Linked DNA regions of Gasterosteus aculeatus: region 2 is linked to region 1. A link is a contact called in public Hi-C data. All regions are on one chromosome and are shown on one strand. Each heading gives the region's core, a stretch centred on a gene start, on an enhancer-like site or on the middle of the called end of the contact. The rest is flanking DNA. Distances are from core to core; before and after follow the strand shown.

The links. Hi-C and Micro-C count contacts between places; a contact is called where the count stands out from the background.
Region 2: a Hi-C map of skeletal muscle shows a contact between it and region 1, with 2.6 times the contacts expected there. The contact joins the promoter of selenot1a here to the promoter of mrps14 in region 1. A contact is called at or near these places in 2 of 6 Hi-C or Micro-C datasets (skeletal muscle and tail fin).

The regions. Positions count from the first base shown.
Region 1 is chr3:2,074,275-2,079,782 of fGasAcu3.hap1.1, reverse strand. It overlaps mrps14 (mitochondrial ribosomal protein S14), which reads right to left and starts at 3,110. Exons shown (of 3, transcript XM_040170979.2): 1 at 2,822-3,110; 2 at 1,533-1,697; 3 at 799-1,314. The coding sequence starts at 2,890. The coding sequence ends at 1,132. cacybp (calcyclin binding protein) reads right to left here and starts at 339. Exons shown (of 6, transcript XM_040170977.2): 1 at 148-339. The coding sequence starts at 165.
Region 2 is chr3:2,209,570-2,215,077 of fGasAcu3.hap1.1, reverse strand. selenot1a (selenoprotein T, 1a) reads right to left here and starts at 2,901. Exons shown (of 6, transcript XM_040171950.2): 1 at 2,575-2,901; 2 at 1,703-1,813; 3 at 546-672; 4 at 15-102. The coding sequence starts at 2,708. It overlaps kif2c (kinesin family member 2C), which reads right to left. Exons shown (of 21, transcript XM_078098641.1): 14 at 5,314-5,456; 15 at 4,969-5,182; 16 at 4,682-4,792; 17 at 4,466-4,533; 18 at 4,293-4,371; 19 at 4,128-4,202; 20 at 3,935-4,028; 21 at 3,425-3,602. The coding sequence ends at 3,541.

The DNA of each region.
Region 1 (5,508 bases), core at 1,861-4,360:
CCACAATAACTGACATGAACGTAGCATTGCTTAGGGTAGAACCATGTCACATCTCAGTTCGGCTAATGACGTTAGCTAAATAAATAAATACAAGCCGTTGTTTATTCCTGTTCTATACACTACAAACAATAAAACCGTTCCGTTTACCTGTTCAGTTATATCCATTTGGCCTTGGATAGTTTAATTCACTAAGTACAGAAATGAGTTGAGCGTTAACGTTGCTGGTCTGCTGCAGTACTTCAGCCGTCACCGGATACGGTTCTTCTTCGTTGGGATTCGTGGCGGTTGTCAAGTGGACCCGCGGGCGCACTAGCGCCACGCTGTGGACCAAAGTGTTAGCATCAAATATACAAATAGAAACACATTGCCCTCTAAATGTTCTTTTAGGTAGTTAATTGCATAGCAATATGTTGTTGTTGTGACTTTCGGACTAAACATCGTAACATCAACTCATTTAACTCACTTTACTCTGAAATGGATGATTCAATGTGTATTAGTAGAATATGATGTCTATATTGCCGGTTTAAGGTCCAACATGTAATATTGCAACCTTATTCAGCTTTTCTCATTTCATTAGTATAGATACAATTATTAATCATTAAGTTAAGCTATGAAAAACAACTGCAATGTTTTGGGACGCACAGCTTTGGTTTTAGGGGACTCCTTAGTCAACACCTAAACAGAAAACCCACCCAGTAAAAAATATGGTTTTACTTGACTGTTTTTAGAGCAATAACACGTCTAATCTCTTCATTAACTGCATACAATAATGTAAAACAAAACAGGGGAGACGTTAGATACGTACAACAATATTTATTCATCCATTGAGTTTTCAAGTCACATCAACATTCACTCCTCCGAGAAGTCACGGAATATTTTTCTCTTTAAATATTATGTCTTTAGTTGTTTTCATATTTAGAAGAGCCACGACACAAACAAAGCAAATAATCTGCCAAAGGATTTGATTTATTATCTTATCAGAATATACAGAAAATATGCAGCAGTACTCTCAGGGGATACTTTAAACATTAACACATATTTAAAAAAGGTGATTTGCTGCTTATGACACTAACCACTGACACAGCTTTTTTCTGTATTCCAAGTCGACTGTAGTGTCCAATGGATCCCCAATCACCACCTTGCCCTCAGAATCCCGGACATCTGGTTGTGGTCAGCCAAGTGGCGGAAGACAATTCGGCTCAGTCGCCATCTCCGCTTCACCCCCCGAGGTCTTGATGTCATCACACACCTGTTGCGTATTCTCACAGGACAGCTGTCTCTTGGTAATGCTGCAATTTCTTTATCGGCCACCTCCTGCAAAAATTTTTTGTTAAATGCATAGGAATTCAGTGTTTTGTTTTTTTGTATTTGAAATCATTTGGAACCGCAGTGGATTTGGGTTTTAATGAATTTAATGATTACTACATATTTGATTATGGTAAAAGCTTATACATTATACTGGTGTATTATTGCTCAGTACTAAAAAAATACGGACCGTAAGTGGCATTTTGAAAAGACATATTGCACCGTACCTGAAGCTCTTTGGGCAGGATGGTGTTCTTCCTCAGTGCATTGATCCGTAACCTCTCATCAGCATAGTCAAAAGCCATCTGTCTTCTCTTCACGTCCCTAAGCATCCTCCAGTCGACGTAGTAACTCCTCGCCTGCTCCACCGCCCCCCAACAGCTCCTCAGGGCCTGCAAGTAGCGTTGAAGATGTTTGTATACAAATGTTATTGTGATCACAAAGCTGATCATTTGGATTCATAAACACTGTTATGGACAACGGCCAAGCAAAGAGTCAACGTGGGTTTTTGGACTCACTCAATATCCCCTCGTAACTAGGGTCGCCCCCCCGTTAATCAAATGAAGTACTTATTTCAAAACGTATAAGCAAGCAACTGGTAAATGCAGCATTTTTTCTGGGGCGTTTTCGCAAATCTTTAATGGAGAAACTTAGTTCTACAAAGTTGTCGATTTAAACCAAAGAAACAAAGACAGCGATAGTCTCTAATTGTCATCGGTTTCAACTCACTGTAGCTATCGTGGCAACATATGTAATCAATATCAATGGAGCCAAACAGGTGCACTCATAAATAAATAAATAAATAATAAAATGACTAATATACGATATAAGATGACTCAATACCACTGCCATTAGTTTGTGCATTTGGAAACACTGAACAGTGAAGTCAGATGGCATTCACAATAATCATACTATATCAGCTTGTGTTGTCAGTGGAAAATTCTATATTCTATTAACCCGTTTTAAGTGTTACCGGAAACAGGACTCTGGTTTGAATATTTGATGTAGGATGAACAGTTAAAAAACAAAAACGTTCTCTTATAAAAAACAGAACCCTGTCGTAGCTGCTGATATCGTGTCCCTGTGTTAAAGGTTTTCCCACTCGGACGTGTTTCCCCGTGAACACGTTTCCCTCTCGTCTTTAGGTGCGGACATCTCAAAGCAAACATGTTTTGCAGGTAGTTTGTTAAACTAAAGCAATACAGATGTGCCCAGCGGCGCGATCACATCTGCTTCATTCGCTCACCTTCAACGGACGGACATTTTTACCCTTTTACATGGATCTGTCAGATAGCTCCCTTTGCTATTAGCTATTACGCTAGCAACACAGGTAGGTAACTTATCGTATAATTAACGTCATACAAGGCGTGAAGTTAGCATTAGCTTCGAAACTAACAACAGAAAGCTAGCAGCACTAACGTTAGCTAATACTGAAACGTTTGCTTTCTCAACCTCATACTTGTGTGATAGAGTCGTATTTATAACCCCTGATATTGGATTGCATGTGGTAAGTTACCTGCTTTGGGGCGCAGACAGTAGAATAAAGGGCATTTAAACCTAAACAAGCCACCCTGTGCGCCGCCATATTGACCGAGTCTGTCACACAGAAGCACCGAAGGAGGACGGCGCCACCGGAGAAATGTCGCCGCCTGTCGGGCGGGAGTGGGAAAGGAGAAGCTTATTGTAGAGGAGATCTACTGCGGCACAAAGTGTTTTGCAATGTGGTTATTGATGACTAAATTAAATTTGGTGATCAGATCAGTGATGGCAAACCAACGCGACTCAATTGCATCTTTGACCACAGCGGGAGGAGTTTAGTCGTGCTTGGGACTTGTAGTTTAAGACCCCGGTAATACTACTAACGAACCAGCAGGGAGCAGTGTCGTTCTATGAGCTTCAGGTCATATTGTCTCCAAAGAAGTGTCTAAACATGTGGAGTCAAATCCTATTCTCCAATCCTCTGAAACACCAGACACATCACTTCTCCCCTGAAACCACTAACAATGGAGCTGTATTGAATGAAGGACGTACATGTATGAAACAGTGTACTTATTCACGGGATCAGCAGGGGATGGTTTTACCAGGTTTATTATACAAAATACATTTAACAATTACAGATTCAGGATTCAATTTAAGTTGTTTTAAACAATTCCTATAATTTGGGATGCATTCTTGGATAAATACAAGCACATGACGCACAGCAGGCTTTGCTTCCTCTATAAAGAGTAACATCATGAAGCAGGGTGGAAAATCTGTAAAGGCTTGTGTTAAATGAAAATGACTGATTGCTCCAGTGTAGCTCTTATAATAGAGGTATTTGTAAAACTGATGTTACATATACAGCATCAACTCTTCTTATATGTTCAGGGTTGGTTGGTAACATTGTTTTGATCATTAATGTCAAGCAAGACAAAAAGTGCCTTTTTGGTAAACACAGCATCGCCATTTAACAGCAGCAGTATCTCATCATTCAGCTGTTTTTTGGCCCTCAGTTGGTTTTGGCCTTAAACACCTAAAGTGGCAATACCACCAAGAGGGCAAAACCATTGCCTCTTCCATGCATTTTACCCCCCTGGCAGAGAGATGTAAAAGACGCGAGGACCTGAAAGCTGACCTTCTTTGTTTCCATGCAGTGTACAATGTATGACACGTGCCGAGATTAAAGCTTTGCATTGGTTCGTCAAAATACCGTTTTTACAGAGTTTTAAACAGTCTGCCATCAGATGTTGATTTGAGTTTGTAACTGTTTGAACGTGTGAAGAAGGAGGTGATTAGTGACGTACACTGGCTCATGAATGAAAAGGCTTTTGATCCGCTGTGTGTGGCTGGGATTGCTCTGCGTTAAGGGACCAGTGAAGAGGAAGCACTCAAATAACTTCTTGGACTCTCAGACCGTATGAGTGGATAATACAAATAGAATATCACTTTTTTTTTATCAGCTGGCATCAAAGGAGCATTTGAAAATAAAGGTGTCATGTAGACAGGTGACTTAACAGCAGTGGAGTTAATGCCTCACAGAGGATCAAGACCTCAGCCTGGATCAAAGCAAAGACTTGGGAGATTCGGGGCCAAATCCGCGCAATATAGAACTGAGGTGTTTCTCAGATAAGTGAAGATTACTCATTGGCAATGCAGAAAAGTGGCCTTCTCCATGAAAACAACTGCAGTCAACAATACGGACATGCAGGGTCAAAAATGTGCAACTGAGACAGAGTATATACGACTTGAAGTATCATCTATGTATTTACACTGTATATAATATCTGTAGGCGGCACGGTGGCGTGGTGGTTAGCACTGTCGCCTCACAGCAAGAAGGTCCTGGGTTCGATTCCACCCAGTGGCCTTTCTGTGTGGAGTCTGCATGTTCTCCCCGTGTCTGCGTGGGTTCTCTCCGGGTTCTCCGGCTTCCTCCCACAGTCCAAAGACATGCTCTGGGGATCAGGTTAATTGGTGACTTTAAATTGCCCGTAGATGTGTGAATGTGAGTGTGAATGGTTGTATGTCTCTGTGTAGCCCTGCGATTGGCTGGCGACCAATCCAGGATGTACCCTGTCTATCGCCCGAAGTTGGCTGGGATGGACTCCAGCCCCCCCGCGACCCTGTGTGCAGGATAAGCGGTTTGACAATGGATGGATGGATGGATAATATCTGTATGCATTATTTAAGATTAATGTATATATAATATTCATCCAGTTTGTCTAGTTTCATCTTAGTTCCAGTTATTGTGGATTTTTGTTTTTTTGTTACTGCAATGAATAACTGTTTCGATGTAGTTTTTTTTCGCTGGGAGACAAATAAAGGATTATATTATCTTATTTTATGTAGAAGTTGAAAATACACAATGCGCTATAGTGACCTTATTGTCATCTAATAATGGCGTTAGATGGATGAGACGGGACCTCAGCAATCACCGCCTCTGGTAGTTCGAATAATGAGTGCAGTCATCTCTAGCTGCCAAAACAAAATGCATCTTATCAGCTAAGCCATAAAATCACATCATATCATATAAGTACTGGAAGTTATGAATCTCAAAGAAATGTATCTTATCTTTGCTGCAATGATCTGCACATTTTTAAGTTCATACAAGTCATCTACATACATAACATCAAATATGTTAATACACATTTTCTTACCTTTCTATTAAGCTCATTTGGACAAATGAATTGAATGTATCATAATCAAAGCAGACGTAGTCCCGAATAA
Region 2 (5,508 bases), core at 1,652-4,151, 140 kb before region 1:
AATCATGAACTCACCATTTAATGTGATCTCAAAAGCTCCTGTGGACATTAACTGGTTTTCTATCATGTTGCTGAGGAAGAACACCATCATGCAAGCATATATCTGAAAGACAAGAAACGTTTCATTTAAAAATTAGCTTTGCAGTCCCGCTTTATCTCACGTTTTGCTTACTCTGTGGATCACAAGGGCGATGCCGTGAAAATATACAACGCAACAGTTAAAAAGGACAAATTGGAGGAGTGTTGTGCGCTATTGTCATCGGGCTGCTTTGACATGTATATGTTCTGATTGGATCTGACTAAGCTCCATGAGGGGGGGGGGGGGGCTGTAGATCTCGCAAGTGTGTACATCTACATTAGCACAGTATACCTAAACCATTTTCTCCCCCCCATGCTCGTGGTTTATATCTGTGACTGATGAAACATGTGCTCAAAGGCATCATACCGCCTCACGCTTCAGCTCACTGCAGCGTATGCAAAATACAGAGGCAACTCGGTCAGAGGAGCGGACCCTTCATGGCTCTTTATAGTTCCAGTGAGCCTTACCTTATTTCCCTGCCCCCACTCCCAAACGCCTGGGGCTTGCATACCAACGAGGGCGAATGGGTCCCTGCCGATAATAATCAGCCCAATCAACAGCAGTTTGAAGACAGACAGGAAGGAGGCAACGTGTCTGAGGAAATAAAGAAACCATCTTTTAGTACAATTATTAAACCTCACATCTATTCAGGTAAATGGGACATATCCATGAAGCAGGTAAATCTAACTGGAATACAAAATAATTAACCGTTTTAACTGGGATCAAGATTCTGCAAGTGGAATGTATATTAAACCTTAACTGAAATAGGATGCAGATTTAACACCATCACACTTCACCTACAACACAGAGCCTGCAGCCTGCCTTCAAACATGTATGAACGGTTGAATTTATTCAGGGTGTGATAGTCTGCTTTCGTCGATGGAGATAATCTCGGGTGTGTTCATTAAGAGTTCAGCTGATGAGACCTCTGAGGGCTTCAGTGACTCCTGGGAAAGGTGCACAAAGAAGTCTCACGTAGGGACTTGAGGTCTGATCCAAATACAGACATTGATGCGTCATTACTAGACTACATCAATGCTGCGCTCTGCTCTGCTTAAAATTGTATTCTGCATCCAAAACACAACGTTATGTTAATATTCAGCCCAGTCCTAGTTTAGGGAGGTACGCCCAGCTAAAGCAAACGCAGTCTATTTAAACAGTCATGCCATATTTTTGCCTTGCGTCATTGATCAAATTGGGGCAAACAGGGAAAATAAAACTGTTTCAATAACACTGAATAGAATCGTCGTTATTGACGGTAATGATTAAGGCAGGAATGTTGATTTAGATTTAAGTGTACTAATAAAACCTAATGCATTTTTAGTTGTACGAACACCACAAATTTATCAGACCGATAAATTGTAATAAGTCACTAAAATTGATATCACACATTGTAAATTGGTCCTAAAGAAATACCATGGATTAAGTGACTAATTATCATAATGATCATCTACACATTATGCACATCTGACTTATGTTTTCCATTTTAAGGGCCAACATCTTTGTCCATGTTTGTAGAACTACAGAGCACCACTGAATCCCAGCTAATCCCAACCAGCTTCCAGGCTGCTTTAATGGTTTAATGTTGTGGATCGACTTGTAACAGGTGCACAAGCCCTCTTACCGATAGAGGGGCACGGGAAGATAGTTCTCCCCCTCAATGCGGATGTCCGGGTACCGCTGGTACAAGGCCTGCGTGTACTCCTCAAACACCCGCTTGTACCCTCAGGAAATGCTGCGGGAAGACCAACAAAATGAGAAAAAAAACACACACACACACACACACAGTGTACAGTTGCAACATCACAACAGCAAAAACAATGTAACGGAAAGGCGGTGATTCATGGGTAAATTATAGGGATTAAACCTTGAAGGACAAGCACACGTGAACCTCAGGTATGTTAGATTGTTAAAGATAGTGTGACATCACAATGAGAGGCAATTCAACACGTAGAGCTTTAATTAAATGCAACAGGGGCTCGTTTGTGGCATACGATTGTTTGAGAAAAGTAAGTTTTACGCTCCCTCCGTCTTTTCAAAAGTCACGTGACATCGCTACTTGCATAACGTCAGAGGATTATTAACATCGGTCACGTTTGATGAGTTAGCGAACGTTACGATGGCTCCTAGGTCACTTTTCCCCGCGATCAAAGACAGTTGCAAAACAAACTGAGCACTTTATCGGATTTTTTGTTGTTGTTGCAAATACACGTGAAACTGACGGGCCGGTTTGACGGCGGCGGCGGCGCTTTGGACCGAATGTTCACGACGAGCGGCAGAAATCGGGAACTTCCATTTAACGTTAATCTCCCCGTGTGCTCAAGCGGTGGTCGCGTAATTCCTCAACAACTAGCGACACTTACGTTTCTTCTCTTATAACGAGCCTGAATAAACCACCGGCGGCTCGCTAGCTGTCGGCCTGTGCTGTTGCTAGCAGAGTTTAGCTAACGTTAGTTAGCACGCAATGACTCGCCAGAATTTCGCTTATCTGGTTACCAAATCTGAAACTTGAGAAGGGGACCGGTGGCGAACTGCAGCTTCATCTTCTTCACGCCACCGCTGTCGCCAGACGCGGCGCAGCACAGCGAGAAGATCCCCAAAACCAGGAGCGAGAACCGTAGACACGCCATCGCCTTCCGCTGCTGGATCCGTTTCCTCGCCTGTCAGACGGAGGAGCGACTTAATCTGTTTAGTTGCTGGTTGGTCCCTCCTCTTCCTCTGGCTGTGATGGCACGTGGAGCTCCCTCTAGCGCCACCTGCTGCTGCGGCTGCTCTACTGCCCTAAAGTGCGTGCAGGCTGCTCCTTCAGGTACCAGCTGCTTCAGCCCCCCCTGTACATTTATCTGTGTTATTGAAATATCTGTATAGAAAATATTTCCATTTTTGGTGGATTCTTGCGTTTTCAGATTCTGGTATTCATAAGTTTGGATTTTTTTTTAAAATGTCTGGGCTCTCCAACCTTTGTATTTCTGTACATTTCCCCACTCCAGAACCAAGTATCAAAGTCAGTTAAGTAAACAAAACCTTTTCCCAAAAGGTTAGTTGTAAATCCAAATCCAATATGTAGACAAATTCAGGATCATCCTCAAAACCCAAGTGTTCAGTCAGTGTTCACAGTTGGGTAGTAAACAATTATACAGCTTACCAGTGATATGTGTGTCCGTAATTCTTTTCTGAGTGTATCATTTGCTAAAAATATACATTTTCCTTATGACAAATAGCATTTTATTTTAAGCTCAAACAAAAGTTAATCACCCATTGAGGGGATTAGGGTTGAACTCGTTTAATTGCAAATGTATTATGCTTCCACATTAGCATAAAAAATATAAGTGTAGTCTCACAAGACTTTAAACATTTTCAATGATAGTGTCAGTATACATTTTATTTATTTAAAACAATCAATCAATCATTAACACATTTAAATCAAGGAACTTTTAATAAACACCCCTACGGAGTGAGTTCTCAGTAGCGTTGCCTGGACATTTTCTCCTGTTCCACCGCCGTCTGCAAAGCCTGTACCACATCTATGGGTGACGGAGAAGAAAATACATTTAATAAAGTGCATTTATCCACCAAGATGGTACTTTATTTTGAACAGATTCATCCTGGCACATGGTGCATCTGGTGAGGAAAACGTTTCTCCTGTGCTTCCCCCTGGTCAGCATGCAGTGATCACACGTTAGCGGAATGAACTATTTGTGCCCCACTACTAAATAACCTTCTGCTACGCCAATAACAAGGGCGTCGGTTAGCGTTGCACGTGATGTCAGGATTTTCCAGGATGCCTGAAAAATGATTCACGGACAAAAAAGAAAAGAAAAAAGAACACGATCAAAATATTGTGGTTTGTACAAACCCAATAAATGATTTGCATGGTCCACAAGGTCAGGAAGTGCAGCCTCAATGCTGTAAGAGGTTTGTCCCATCGCATTGAAGAGTTCACTGGCTCTCTGCAAAAACAAAAGGCCACACAAGCATAAGGATCTACAGAGCCAAACCCCAGCATCACCACGCGTCTTGTATTCTGTAATAGACTAATCAAACTATACCTGGAACTGTGAGTAAACCTTCTCCTGGAGCTCTCCTACTAGGGATATGGGTTCAGTGGGATCCTCAACAGATTCCTACAACAGATTTACAAGAAACATTTAAGATCATACATATGATTTTATCAACGTTCACTAAGATTTTGGACTGATGTCTTGCCAGCTGACCTCCTCTGTGGAGCTATTGAGAGGCTCTTGTGCCTTAGCTGCTTCATTAGCTTTGCTACTGGCCTTCAGCTCCTTTGCTCTGACAAAATATAACGACACAAATTAGCATGTCCACTAAAACAAAGGGGAGGGGTACTTGGAATTGCAGCTAACTGCACAAGGCAAATGATTACCTGTCCGCATAACGTAGCGTGTTCATCGTGTATTCACATGAAGCCATGCCTGGAGACACCATTGCAATCTATGGAATCACAGCAGGGAAAACATGTAAATACATTTTGAACTTTAGACACACATATCAATTTAAGCCATGTGTGTTTGATGTGCATCTGCAACGTTCACAGTAATGGAAATAAGACCACAATACAGGTTGGGGGTTCTGAACGCACCATGCAGGTTCTGGACTTCTCTCCAATGAAGGAGTCCCTGAGGACTTTGGTCAAAGTGCACTGCCGGAAAGGAATGTGATCGCTGTTCATTCCCAGTGAGCGGATGCACTCCTACGAGACAACAGTGGAGATTTTCAACACCTTTTTAGTTTAAAAAATATCAAACACACAATTTTATACATTTTTTCCTTTACAGGCTTGTGTTGCAAACGGCAGGTTACTTCTCATGCAACACAGCGGAGGTGCAAAATATTTGGTATCCATCCATTTGGCTTCATTCGTTGTACCTTGAGAGCCAGCAGGCTGCGGTTGATCTCGGCCGTCTCCACCAAAGTGCTGCGGTCGTTGCTGCTGACGTCGGTGCCGCGCTCGTTGCCGGCCAAATCGACCAGGGAGAACTTGCCGTGCAGCGTGGCCGCGCGGTCGTTGCGGCGCAGCACAATCTGAAGAATAGCATGAGAGCGCGAGGAGTTGGCGTTGGCAGAGGTCTGGCCCGATGTTCTGGAGAGACAGTCGGACAGAAGGAAAGGGAACGCCGTCAAGTTAACCCTATATCTTGGGGGGGGGGGGGGGTCGGGGGTTAGCTGAAGAATGGCACAAATGTTATTGTTGATAAGCTATTACTTTAGTACCTGCATGCACTGCCCAGCTGGATAATCTTGATGACCTCATCTGCTTTGGACACATAAACCTCCTCCAGGCCCACAATCTGAACCTGCTGTCGGTCATCCTCCAGAACGCGGAGCTTGGCCTTCTTATTCAGTAGGTCATACACCTAGATGCGTGTTTTAAAAAAAGTACATTTCAACGTTGGGTAATTTAATTAT